2 separate regions of the Mus musculus genome follow, and region 2 is linked to region 1. Evidence: chromatin contacts called from public promoter capture Hi-C data. All regions are on one chromosome and are shown on one strand. Each heading gives the region's core, a stretch centred on a gene start, on an enhancer-like site or on the middle of the called end of the contact. The rest is flanking DNA. Distances are from core to core; before and after follow the strand shown. Region 1 holds the start of Lrriq3 (leucine-rich repeats and IQ motif containing 3). Region 2 holds the start of Depdc1a (DEP domain containing 1a).

The links. Promoter capture Hi-C pulls out the DNA fragments that hold promoters and counts their contacts.
Region 2: a promoter capture Hi-C map of pre-B cells shows a contact between it and region 1. The contact joins the promoter of Depdc1a here to the promoter of Lrriq3 in region 1. A contact is called at or near these places in 1 of 39 promoter capture datasets (pre-B cells) and 1 of 484 Hi-C or Micro-C datasets (CD8 T cells).

Annotation. Positions count from the first base shown.
Region 1 is chr3:155,088,262-155,095,572 of GRCm38.p6, reverse strand. Lrriq3 (leucine-rich repeats and IQ motif containing 3) reads right to left here and starts at 2,139. Exons shown (of 8, transcript NM_028938.2): 1 at 1,903-2,139. Fpgt (fucose-1-phosphate guanylyltransferase) reads left to right here and starts at 2,195. Exons shown (of 4, transcript NM_029330.2): 1 at 2,195-2,274; 2 at 4,015-4,182; 3 at 5,369-5,461. The coding sequence starts at 2,217.
Region 2 is chr3:159,493,707-159,500,190 of GRCm38.p6, reverse strand. Depdc1a (DEP domain containing 1a) reads right to left here and starts at 4,758. Exons shown (of 12, transcript NM_001172092.1): 1 at 4,625-4,758; 2 at 1,562-1,827. The coding sequence starts at 4,672.

The DNA.
Region 1 (7,311 bases), core at 890-3,389:
AGAAGAATTTCATGAGGGGTAACCAACAACTTTCTGATTTAAGAATTTAAGTCACCCTCCATAAATAGAGCCCATATCTAACACCGCTATTAGAATCACAAATGTGTGGCCAGACAGGTAGGTCATGAAGTTCTACTGGAGAACCTACTACTACTATTAATCTACCGAACAGACATAGCATATTAAACTAACTCCCAATTATCTATAGCTACACCCATAGTTTAGTGCATCTCTCAACCCTCATCAGAAAGGTTTCTTTCTTTCTTTCTTTCTTTCTTTCTTCTTTTTGCAATATATGGCAACTAACACAGAGACTAATAACTGGTCAATGTGTAGAGAGTACAACTAAGCAGTGCTCAATTTCTGAAAGGTACACACACACACACACACACACACACACACACACACACACACAGTGTAGGGATCACTGTCAAAGGGAGGGAGAAAGAGGGTAAGTGCCGGAGGAGGTGGACACTGTTTTCTGGACATAGCAGGCAGCTGCACTCATGAACTCACAGCAGCTGTAACAGCACCCAAGGCCTGCACTAGCTCAAGACAGCACATTTCAGCATGGAATGGAAAGGTGGGTGTGAAGTACTATATGAGAAATTTAAATTTGGTTAATTTGTTTTCCACTTATAAGAATGTTTGGTAGGTACTCAAATATGTAGGCCTTTTTGACCTGTATTATTCCCTTTGGACCTCAACCTCCTCCTGTAGTTGAAAATAAATTCCCTCTCCATTCTGACAACTCACAAAATTGTCTAGCCAGCCCTGTCTTGATCTCCAGAACCACATACATGATGCACAGACACACAACAATTTCTACTATATTTGCACTAGTTTATTCTACATATCCAATATTATTACAGGTCTTCTCTTATGACTTCACTATGCTTCCCCATACATACCTTTCCTCAGCTCATTTAAATGTCATGTCATCCACTTTCAGCATCTTTTAGTAATTTCTCTCACAATCCACACTTATTTATTGGACAGGTGTTGTTGGTTAAGTGTTTCTATAATCTAAGCAATTTCTCTCCATCTCCCATTATTATCTTTTAAATTTCCACCAAATCTTTCCTGTTTGTGTTACTTTAGTAGACTCCAAATAAAGCTCTGCTTATATTCTTGCCATACCCACCAACATACTTCAGTGTGTCTGTGCCCTTTAAACATAAGGCAGGTCACCAAAAACCTGGGATGACTCCAGTTCACTCAAGACTATAAATTACAAGCTCTGACTGCTATTGCTGTTATTATCTATCGGGCCTTTCTGTATTTTCTTAATTTCCTTCAGCCGGAGTGTATTGTGAAACAGTTATCTCCTCCCCACAAATGTGTCCACTTTAAATACAGAATTAAATGCTGAGGTCAAGGCTTTAAGTGAAAAACTAAGCTTACTCAGAAACTTAAAAGTTCATAGGGAGCTGCTATGCAGAATTCTGAGTTAGATTTTAAAGAAGAGAAGCTTCTCAAGTCAAATTGTAGTGGTAAGATTTCTGGGTTTCAGACTGAAATGGCTTCCTCAAATAGCGTTCCTCTCTATGTACTATGTGAAAGATTAAAGAGATCAACCTGTAGTACTCGATATAAACTTATGCACTCTACAAGAGAAACACATATAACCACTCTATGAAAGTGTATTAAGTAAGACTGGTTCTTTCCAATATCTGGCACCTTTGGTTGAATCTCCTTGAAGCAAGTGAACACAACAGAGTGTGCAGTGCTGGCTAAAGGCGCTAGTTCAGTACTGGGCCTGGGAAGTTGGACAACTGAAGGGTGCAGAGTAGTCTGGCCCACCAGAAAGCATCCCACAGAGCCGAGCCTCTCTCTGGTTCAGGGGCCTGGCCTCCCTGGGAGGCTTCTGACAGGAATAGGAGCTCCGTGCGGGCAGGTCACCTCAGCATCTGGGTGGTGGATCCACTAATGGTGGGTGGGTTGGTCTTCTCGGTCGCACCGCGGGTTGTCAGACACGGTAAGGCAGGAACCCAGAGCTCCGCACAACCCGACCCCGCTAGGTGCCCGCCCATCTGCCCCACAGATCGTTGCCCAGGAAACGCCGCTTGCGCACGCTCACGCCATCCTAGCTTTTCAAGTCTCAGGGCGCTTCCAGGGCCGCGGTGACGTGGAGAGCATGGAGGAGGCGGGGCGGGGCGGGGCGGGGCGGGGTTTGGAGTGCGCGTGCGTGCTAAGTGTGCTCCCGGAAGTCGGCCATGGCGTCTCTCCGCGAAGCCACCCTGCGGAAACTGCGCAGATTTTCTGAGCTGAGAGGTACCAAGGCGGAACTGAGTTCTCTGCCCCCCTGCACGGAGAGCGCCTTCCCAAGGACCCCGCGCAGCTTCCTGTCCGATACCCCTTCCTGTCCGCTCCGTCCTGGCCAGGCCAGCCAGACTTTTCCCTTTTTCCCTTTTCCTCCTCTCTGTGCGAGCCTAAACTTAGATGTCAGGAAGGAGCAGTAAGAGAATTACCAACGGGAAGTAACACTGGCTTAACTCAGTGGTAGAAGACCTTTTGCTTAGAGTCTGCAGTAGTCGTTACCTTGTTTCTTTTCTTTTCCCAAGCCCCGCTGCTTAACTCCACTTTATTCCAATGTAAACCCCAATACGGAGGCAATCATGGCTTTAAATTTGATAATGTAAGTTTGGGGTACAGCTGTCTGGTAAAATTGATATTTATGAGTGCCTAAAATGTACGGTCTTATATTTGGATACCAGAATGATTGGAACTATTAAATCCAAGCTAACATGTCTGTCTCTCTCCTCTCCTTCTCCCTCCCCTTCCCCCTCCTTTCCTACCTATTCCTCCTTCTTATCTCAGTCCCTCCCTCCCTCTTTATCTTTCCCCTCCCTCTCATTCTCTCTCAACTTGTTAAAAACCTTATTAATATTTTTGCTGATTAGAGGGTTCCACTGATTCTTGAAAGTGCAATTTGTCATTTAATGAGTTCATTGAGAAGTTTAGTCCTGGGGTTTGTGTTGTATTCTGATTGCTTATATAAAGTGTAGTTTGATCATCGTTAATAAAAATATTAGAAGCTAGGACTGGTGTCGCAAGTCTGTACTGTCATCTACTTGAGACGCTAAGGCAGTAGGAACGAGGTTCAAGACCTACCTGGATTGCACAGACAAATAGACGATGATAATTGATAGACAGATAGATAATAGGTAGATCGATCGGTCGTGTGGTAGATAGATAGAAAATAAATATGAGTTCAGAGCCAATCTGTCAAGTAGTGGAAGAGTCCATGATTCACTGAAGAATGAGTCACCAAAGAATGATGCCCCAGATTCCAACAGTATGTAAACACAAAGAGTATTTATTCTGCAGAAGTCCAGCCTTCTGGGTCTCCCATTGCCAAGATAGAGAGACCCTGAAGTGAACTCGCAGGACCAATTTCAAGCACATTAGAGGAGTTCTGGGTTAGGTAGGCTTTGCCTTCCTCTATCTCTAGTCAAGTGCATTAGTGAGAAGGGGGGAAGTATAGAATAGAACTTCAATCTGTAACTGAATGTGAACAATCACTTGCAATAGCTTACTACCTTTGAACTAGCCTGTCTCAACCCTGTCAAACGTAAGATACTAAATTAATTAAATAGATAAATGAAGGATTATGAACATAGCTCAGTGATAGAGCTGGCAAGCATAGGACTCTGTGGTTATTTCCCAGTACCACAAAAGAAAAGGAAAGAAAAAAATGATAAGCAACAATAACAAAAGACCACATTCCTAAACAAAAACCTGGAAGGAGTGGATCCTTGAGTTGAAATTTCTCAGCCAGCAACATTAAGGGCCCTGGTTCGCAAAACTTGCTTTTAGAGGGTAATGTTTGCTTGTTTGTTTTGTTGATTGGTTTGTTGGTTGGTTGGTTGGTTGATTGGCTGGTTGTATCCCCTTCTTAGTATGGAAGATGGTAATGATTATCCTTTGTTAGCCCCTGTTTTGAAATAGGCAAACTTGTAAGTGAGATGACTGATAGCATTAAAAGAAGGTTCCTTGCTATTTTTCCAATAGGCAAACCCGTGGCAGCTGGAGAATTCTGGGATGTGGTTGCAATAACAGCAGCTGATGAAAAGCAGGAGCTCGCTTACAAGCAACAGTTGTCCGAGAAGCTGAAGAAAAGGGAATTGCCTCTTGGAGTTCAATACCATGTTTTTCCAGATCCTGCTGGGACCAAAATTGGTACACATTTCATGGGGGTGCTTATAAAGGACTCTGGACAAAAATAATAATTGAAAAATAATTTTTCTTTGTTTATAGTTTATAAACTGTTTATCTGTACACATGGCCTTTAAAAACTTTAAGATCTGAAACTTAGCTTTTAAAATGATAAAAGTCCAAAAAGAGATTCTGAGCCCCTGTGACTTACAGAGAAACTAGTCCAGACCTTATTTTAAAGATTTTTTTTTTTTTTTTTTTTGCCTCAGTACAATTTACACTGGAATTTGCTGGAAGTTCTCTTAAGATCTTTTCCAACTGAGCAACTGAGTCATTTCATGAAGTAGTTTGGTGAAGAAAACAAATCAGGAAGCTGATGTATATATATACTTGGCCTCTTAGGACCAAGTTACGGGAAACAGACAAACAAGGACCAGTTACTTGAAGTATCGTAGAATATTTACTTAAACCCTGGAGAATTCAACTTTGTCATCATTGCAGATATATCAATTACGTGTCACCTTTGATTCCTTAAGGAGAGAAGTGCAAAGGATTTCTTCTACTTTTGTATTGTTATTCATTAAAAGAAGGCCAACATTCATCTCTCATTTACTTATTTACTTGCAGTGTTTAGACTGTAAATAGTATGATTTTATAAGAATGTATCACTAAGCTTGTGGCTCATGTGCTGAGTAAAGCTAAAGCCTCGTCGTGCGGAACAAGATGCACGTGCATGGCACTGGCGTTCCTCTCACTTCCCACTCCTGGTTTAGAAGGTTAGCACCTGTATGATGTCTCTTCTATAGAGGAGAATTAAGTATACAGGATGTAAGTGGTATTTAAAATATTTTATACAACCAGGTTCCTACATTAAGAAAAAAAACAAAAACCTCCAACTAGTGTGTTAGGTTGTGTCATGTGGAAGAAGCCATTGTATGTTGTATGTTGGCAAGTGTATATCAATTTACAGTCTCAGGTCCTGTACCTTATCACTTCTATCATGACACTGAGACATTGTGAGCTTTACTCTCTGTGTTCCCTGATTAGCTGTTTGTTTGCTTACTTACTGTACCTGATCACTTCTTCTGACAATAACATCAATCTGTCTGCCTCCTATTGACAAAATTCACGTCTTCAAAATTGTAACATTGCTTATATAAAAATATTCCTAGTTTTATCTGAAACAATATGCTTCTGAATTGTTTTTAAGGAAATGGAGGATCAACACTTTGTTCCCTTGAGTGTTTGGAAAGCCTCTGTGGAGACAAATGGAATTCTCTGAAGGTCCTGCTAATCCACTCTGGTAACTTATTGTTGACTTATTCACATTTGCCCTTGAGCTTTCTACCTTTGACACCGTAGAGACTTTGTCCCCCTTGCAAATGATCTCTCAAATTTTATTTTGCCTTAAAATTCATTGATGGTATTTTACTTGAGAAATAAATACTCATTTTTTTCTTTTGTTATGTGCAGTTTGTAAATGGTAGGATTTTCACAAAATTTATTTTTAACATAGATTATTACATCATCAACTTCTATGAATGTTTTATTTCACTTTTGTTTTGCAAATAGAAAATTATTTTTTATAAAACTCATGAAAATGTGACCATTTCTCAGGCACCTTGAGGGGACTTTTGTTGCCGAGGAAAATGGATGATGATGATAATGATGATGATAACCCTTTTGTCAAAACTTCTGCCTTGCATTTTTGTCTGATTTTTAAGAGCAAAAAAGCTACAATAATTAACAGTTTTAAAAACAAAAGAAAAGGTGACAAAATATGTAAAAGCAAATAGAACATTTCAAATGAGAAAAGTCAGAAAAACAGTGTTAGAAGTATAAATTAATACATGTAATTATATGAACATTTTGGTTTCATAGAAACTTCTGTTGTTTATATTCCAGTGAGCTAAAAGTTTTACCAAGGCTTAACATTAGCCTTGGGATATATAATTGAGAATGGTCATATTTGTAGCTTTAAAGATGCTTTGTAATTCTGAGTTGCATACACAGTAATATGACTTTCTATAGATGACATGAACAAAAACATCTAAGTCCTGCTTTCAAGAAAAATTAACAATATAGAACAATTCATTGTCTTGTAGAGTAAAAGTTTTTATTATGAGTTTAGTAAAACTAATTACACTTAGAAAATAACTAGCAATACATATAGTGAGCCCTCTGGATCCTGGCATTCCATCCACCTCTGCAGATTCAAGCAACCGTGGACAGAAAGTATTTGAAAGAAAATAAAAATGTCTCTATACTAAATATGTACCTTTTTAAAAAAATTCCTGGAATATCTCTACATAACTACTGTTTATATAAACATAATATTGTACTAGATGGCATAAATATATTTTCCAGTAAAGCATTGTGGGCTACATGCAAATACTGTGCCATTTCAGGGCAGGGAGATCAGTACCCTCAGATTTTGGTGTCTACCTGGGGTTGCGTCTCTATGGATGTGAAGAATAGCTGAAGATAGTTCTTTGAGTGAAAACTAATATTTTCTGCTCTCTAGAGAAAAGAAACAATGAAAATTATTTTCTCTCTCAGATCTTGAACAATATATTTTGTACAAAAGTAATTTAAATGTGTTACTGATTTCCTGATGCCCCAGAGGACTTTAGTAAATCCCCAGGTGCTCGCTGAAACCTGCCACTATCAGCATGAAGCATGCTACAGCAGACTTTATCCCAATACACAAGTCTGCACTGTACTATACACCTTTCTCTACACGAAAAGGATTTAAGACAGCTAATGTGTTTGAGAGAACATGTTTCAGGAATCAGGACATTATGGTGTTCATTTTGGAAGGGAAAAGCCAATTTAAATGAAAAAGTGGTATAATTTTAAAAAAATTTACTGAAGTAAATTTGCCTTTATTTTCTCTAAGTATATTTTGTAAGTTGAAGGCAATAACTCATGAAATGGATGTATAACAGAGAGGTACATTTTGAAACTGTTAAACTGTTCTAGTCTTTTACACTATTTTCTATGAAGTACATTTCTCATACATAACTTTAACCATGCTTGGAATGCCTTGTCAAAAATGTACATGAAAGATCAAGTTTTAATTTTTGTTAGTCATACAGTTGTTTCTGAACAGGCTCTGTGTGTCTTCAAATCATTTCCTGACCTAGAGACTTT
Region 2 (6,484 bases), core at 3,509-6,008, 4.4 Mb before region 1:
TCTACAATAGCGTCCTGCCTACAAGATATACTAATGAAATGGGGGTACAAAGCTGATAGAGGTAACCAACCAATATCTGATTTGACTTAAGTCCACCCAATGAGATGGAATTGATACCCAATACTGCTTGGCTGACCAAGAACCTGGACTAGATAAACTAGGCTAAAACCAAACATTACTATTTTAAAACAAAACAAAACATAGCAATGACACTTAATGACATTCTGCTATACTCATAAATCAGTGTCATGCTCAGCCATCATCAGAGAAGCTTTTCTCTGCAGCAGGTAGGAATAATGTACGGAGACCCACACAGCTAGACATTATGCTGAGTGAGAGATCTTGGAACACTTGTAAATGTAAATGGAATGTCTCCATCAAATCCCTCCTCTCAGGTCTCAGAAAAAAACTGAAGAGAAGGTGAAAGAGTGTATGAGCCAGATGAGATGGAGAACAGTAAAGAATAAAGACCTTCTAGATACAAGAGGACTGGCACACAGATGAATTCATAAAGACTATGGCAGAATGCTCAGGGTCTACATCATATGGGGTCTTACAGCTGAAAGAGGTAGATATATACACCCATCCCTCACCCAGAAGCTATCTGCAATTGATATCCTCTTGCAAATGAAAAATTAGTTTTCTTCAAGGGAAAAATTAGTTCTTTCTGGGGAAACATAACATTCTTAAGGGTATTGCCCTGCACCCAGCAGTAGAACTTGATGACATCTTTGAAGGTTCTCTGTCTCATAATGTTAAGACGTGTTTTGTTTTGTTTACCTTATAGGTCCTTTACCTAAGCCACATATTATGACTTCATATTTTGTGCTTCTATGGGATTCTTAAGAGTGTCAGTGTGTGTGTCTCTGCATCTATAATCATTTCTTGTGCTTTTTCTTTGGGTCTTTTCCTCCTTTGGTTGTTTTATTATATTCTGATTTATTTCTTATTTTCAATACTTTATTACTATTCCTTATATATTTATATATATTCCTTTTTTGTTTTTCCTAAGAGAAGAAGGATGTGGATCTGGGTGGGAGTAGAGGTGTGGAGTGATTAGGAGTTGAGGTAGAGAAATGAATAATCAGAATATATTGTACAAAAATCATCTATTTTCAATAAAAGAAAAAAAAAGACCAGCAATACCATTCTAAAAACATTACTTGTGTGAAAGAAGCTGCTATTGCAGTAAAGCTATAGAAAATATGGAGTTACAACTACATTGTAATTTCAAGTTTTTTCTTTCTTTGTGTTTTTTTTTAAATTTTTGAAATTAAAATTTGATTATATGATTTCCCCCTTCTCTTTTCCCCTTTAATCCTTCCCAATAACCCCTCCTTGCTCTCTCAAATTCATGTATATATTTTATATACATATTTCAAAAATAGAAGCACAACCTGCTCAATCCACATAAATTACTTGTAAGTGTATGATTTCAGGGATGACCAACTGGTATTGGATAACTATTTTGGGTGCTTTTTACCAAGGAAGACTATTTCTCTTTGGTAGAATGGTGAAAGCAGAGGAAATTAGGCTTTGTAATGATATATCAATTCAGTACCTGAATAGTTGATTGTTGTCATCAAGGCTTTCCGATCCCCATCTACCTTTGATATCTTCAATCACATGATTCTTAAGAAATTTTCTCAATAGTTGAATAGTCTGTTGTCTTGTAACTTCAGGACCAAAATTACTATTACTTCTTAACAGATCATAAAGCCAATCTATAGCTTCAACTGCAGTGAAACAATTGCTATATTTTTTTAAATGTTGTCTATGTTTTCTTAAAGGCATTCCTACTCGAAAAGATGTGGTTACTTCATTCCACTGCAAAGAGAAGAAAAATACTTTAAAAAAAGAAACTATATATAGCAAAAATGAAACCTCATTGATATGGGTATGTAGCCAGTTATAGGCTAGTTTGGGCTACATGAGGCCCTATCTCAAAACAACCAAATGGAATGAAGAAAATCTTTAGAGAAAGAAAATTCTTTATTCCACAGGTACTTAATTATACTGTAAATACTATTGAGGAAAATCATCTTATCTGTGCTACATAAAATCTTACTTCACAGATTTCTCATTACTAATTCTAGTGTCAAGATAGTATTTTATTTTAGTAGGCTTTCTTTACTAAATATTCATTGGGCATTCAATTACTTAGGAGAGTTCAGAATGAAAAGAAGTATAATATTCTTAGTCAATGGAGCATTTACTATTAGATTTTTTTAATATGCTGGTATCTTTTACATAAACATAAGTTTATGTTCAGTTTTTAAGTATAAATCTCACAGTTTTATAAGATAATATCATCTCACTTTCATATAAGGAAAAAGAAGCACAGACTGTTAACTTGACCAAGATCATATATCTAAATGATTGGTTTTCAACCCTCCTAATGCTGGGACCCTTTAATAGAGTTCCTCAGGTTGTGAAGATACCCAATCATAAAATTATTTCATTGCTACTTCATAACTGTAATTTTGCTGTTATGAATTGTAATGTAAATATCTGATATACAGGATATCTGACATGTAATCAATCCTCTAAGAGGTCACAACCCACAGGTTAAGAACTGATGATTTAAACATTCAAGTGGGTCTATAATTCTATAATTATATGCCTATAATTCCAGAGGCTGAGCATGAACTTTGTTATGTTCAAGTCCTGGATAGGCTACAAAGTGAGTTCAAAGCCAGCCTGCACAACCTAGTGAAACCCCTATTCCAAAATTAAAAGTAGAACTGGTGCCATAGGTTTTTTTTTTTTTAAATCACAAAATAAAATTGAAACAAAATGAACAAACAACAGCAAAAGACAGATTCTCTGTCTAGAATCTGTGTTCAATTACTGTACTAGCCAGATAAGATTTCTGGCATGCAGCAATTATAATGCCAAAGGGCTTTTAATGCTAGGTATTTAGTACAGTATCTCTTATGAAGATTCCTATAGTGCTGGGCCTAGTGGCAAAGCTTGGTGGATCTCTGTGAGTTCAAGTACAACCTGGTCTGCATGGTGAGTAGCAGGACAGCCAGAACCACATAGAAAGACCTGCCTTAAAACAATCAATCAAGCAAACAAATATCTATAAGGAACATAGATAGTAGAGATAAAATGATTAGTAAAACAAATCCATTGCACATTTAATGAACTTATGAATATTTATGTAAAGAAAACCATTTATTTTCTGAGTTACCTTCAAATACATCAACTTTCTAGATTTGTGACATCAACACTAGAACATAATACAATTAACACAACTTTTTAATAGAAAAAAATCATGTTAGAAACAGATTATTAACCTTATATATGAGACTATTAATTATATTACTACTGTATCACGTGTAAGATCACAATATTGGTTTTACAGCTGAAAAACAGTAAATATAATTATTTTTCCCCAAACCTCTCTCATTACTTTCAAGAAACTGTACTGAACTGCTTCACCACAGTAATAAAGTAACATGTGACTCTGCACTCACAGATGTCACAATATTTTTGAAATGTGATGGATTTGTAAGTTCCCAGGCTGAAACATTTTGTATTTGCTTAAACTTTAGTCTTACTTTTTGTTTATAAATCTTTGTTCTTTCCTTCCCTGTACCTCAGTATCCTTGTATTAATATCTATCTTGTGGTAATCAACAAAACCCTTATTTTATGTAAATTTTTGTTAGTACTTGACATTTTTGTGTGTGGGGGGTTGCTTATGTTACTTTCATATAAGATGGTAAATTCATATAAGATGTGACAGGACTACCTCATTAAGGTACATTTCAAAACTAAATTCCATCCTTTCTACTGATAAACATAACCACCACTACTTGTTGAGCACTAGAATATCAAGATCACCCTGACAGAAAGTGGTACATTTTCTAGTTCTTCCATCCATCATTTATGTGGCTTTCAGAGAGTTCCTTCTTTGAAACTTAGTTCCCACAAGGTAAAGTAGGGCCAGCATTTGTGAGAAGACAATTTGCTTGTTATTCTATAGACTATCACACATTCTCATACACAGAATATTTTTAGAAAATCTCTTAAAGTGGGCATGTATTGTGCCATTGTACCAATGTGGAAACTGAGGTTAGGTGAATCTCAATGTAATCCAAATGCGCAGCCCCAGTGACTATTAAAAGTGATTACTAAAGTACTCGGGGTTTAGGTTGAATAGTTCTTTCCTAGTGCTACTCACAAATTCTATAGGGTCAATAAGCCAAGCTGTCATGCCTGGGCTTCCAGACTTGAAACTTTAATTTCTAATTCTGAGAGGCTGTAGATTACAAGTGAAAAGTGGCTAAGACTATTATGCGAATCAGGGGGAAAGAAGACATCTGAGGAGTTGTCTCGCAGAGTCAGAAAGTGATACAATTTTGGGGTAGAGCACTTTGGATCTGAAACTGAGAAATACCAGAGAGGAGTGCAAATCAAAGACCCGGACAGGAGCAGCTGCATCTCAGCACCTTTCCCTCAGCACCTTTCTCCGAAATCTAGGCGCCTTGGCTCACTCGGGATACCAGATCCCTGGCTCACGAATCTAGTAGCTCTGAATCCCCTCAGGAAACTTTTTTACACCCAGGATCCCTCGGAAAACCTCGGTCTCTGGTCCCTCTCCTCCACGTTCTTACCAGCTTGGTGGCCCGGTAAGGTCCAAGAGGAGCACCCTGACGCTCCATGCTATCATTGCCGGGCTGAGAGGCTGCGGAAAGTGCGCGGTAGCAGGAACCTCTGTGGCCTGGAGTTGGTGTCGGAAACAACTGCCGCGCTGCTGATTTGAATATCTCCGAGCGAAGCTGATTGGCGGCGCCATTGAGTCACATGATGCTACACGGAGGGGAAGGCGCTGTGACGCGAGCACAGCTTGTCTGGGTGGTGCAGGAGAGCTGTGGAGCACAGAACCAAAGCGATTGTATAGCTAAAGAATGGCACGACAGCAGAAACGACTCTCCCTTCTTGATTCTAGGGGCTCTTCAGCAATGTTAATATAAGCCAGGCTGGGTTTCACCCGGACACTACCCCTAAAAGACCTCGGTGTGTGTTTGTTTATTTTCTTTCAAGCTCTGTCTCTGTCTGTCTCTCTGTCTCTGTTTGTCTCTGTCTCTCTCTGTCTCTCTCTGTCTCTCTCTCTCTCTCTGTCTCTCTCTCTGTCTCTCTCTCTGTCTCTGTCTCTCTGTCTCTTTGTCTCTCTGTCTCTTTGTCTCTCTCTCTCTCTCTCTCTCTCTCTCTCACACACACACACACACACACACACACACACAAGTTTCAAACCCTGGACAAGCAGCTTAGATACCTATTTGACATATCAAAACAGACTTTACTTGCAGGTTTCCCTATCATCTTTCAGTCCCTACCTGTTAGAGGGTAGTGCTGGCTTATGTGACATGTGTACACCAAATGTCTATATTTGCCATGATTTAATATGATTTTTTCAATTAAGATGAATTATTACTGTTTAAAAATCAGTTGTCTTTAGTTGTACTGTTTTATAGGACCAAGATACATACATTTGTGTGTTCACACCTCTGTAAAAATTCCTTTGACTTGCTCTTCTATCACCTTCTAGAAAAGGTAGTGATTTATATAATAACAATGACATAGAAATCATTTGCACAGAATAGTGAAAACATTATGAATTTTTGTTGTCGTTGTTGAGAAAAGGTCACCAAAAAGTCTGGAAATTAACCTTTATAGTAGAAATTCATAGAAAAAGGAACATTCTCTTAAAGTAGTTGACATTTATTTATAAATTTCACATCATCTGTTTTCTTGTCCACATTTTACTTGCAGTACCAACATTTTCTTTCTCCGTCTACTTCTCTTATTCTTTTGCACGATCTTTAATATGTATGTGTATTTACTAATATGTGTATTTGTATATGGTCTGATTTATTCGCTGCTTTACTAGCTTCATGAAGAGAAGATTTATTGAAAAATTGGAAGAACATCAATCTGGATGAATGGGTCTGTAAAGGTTTACTCTATGCAAAAAAAGTTGTCTCTTTTAGAAGTTTTTCTCTTAATTTGCCTAAATTTACACTGAGCACACATTCATGATTTATATAAGTTGTGAAGTAAATAAATCAATGATGTATTTTCTAAATCACTATGATAACCTTAATGAACTATGTGGAATGTGTGGAAAAGTTATGAAGCCTTTCTTTTTGGTAGGGTCTGTTTAAGAAGGAAATACCAGAGCTGATTGTGATTTAGAGTGAGCCACATGGAGAGAGGGTGTTTATTGAGAAAATAAACAGAATCATGAAGCCATGGTAGAATGGAGTTTTAAGGGGATTTTAAGAGTGATATGAAGTTGTACAGGCAAAGCATAATAATCCAGGTTACTTGCCTTCTAAGTATGAGTTTCACCTTAAAACATGACAAATCTACTCCTGTTAATCTTGCTTCTGATTTTAATAATCATTTTTCTGTAGATAGCTGCAGTGTGCATGAAGATATTTATATCTAGTTTTGCTTTCTATAGTTTATTC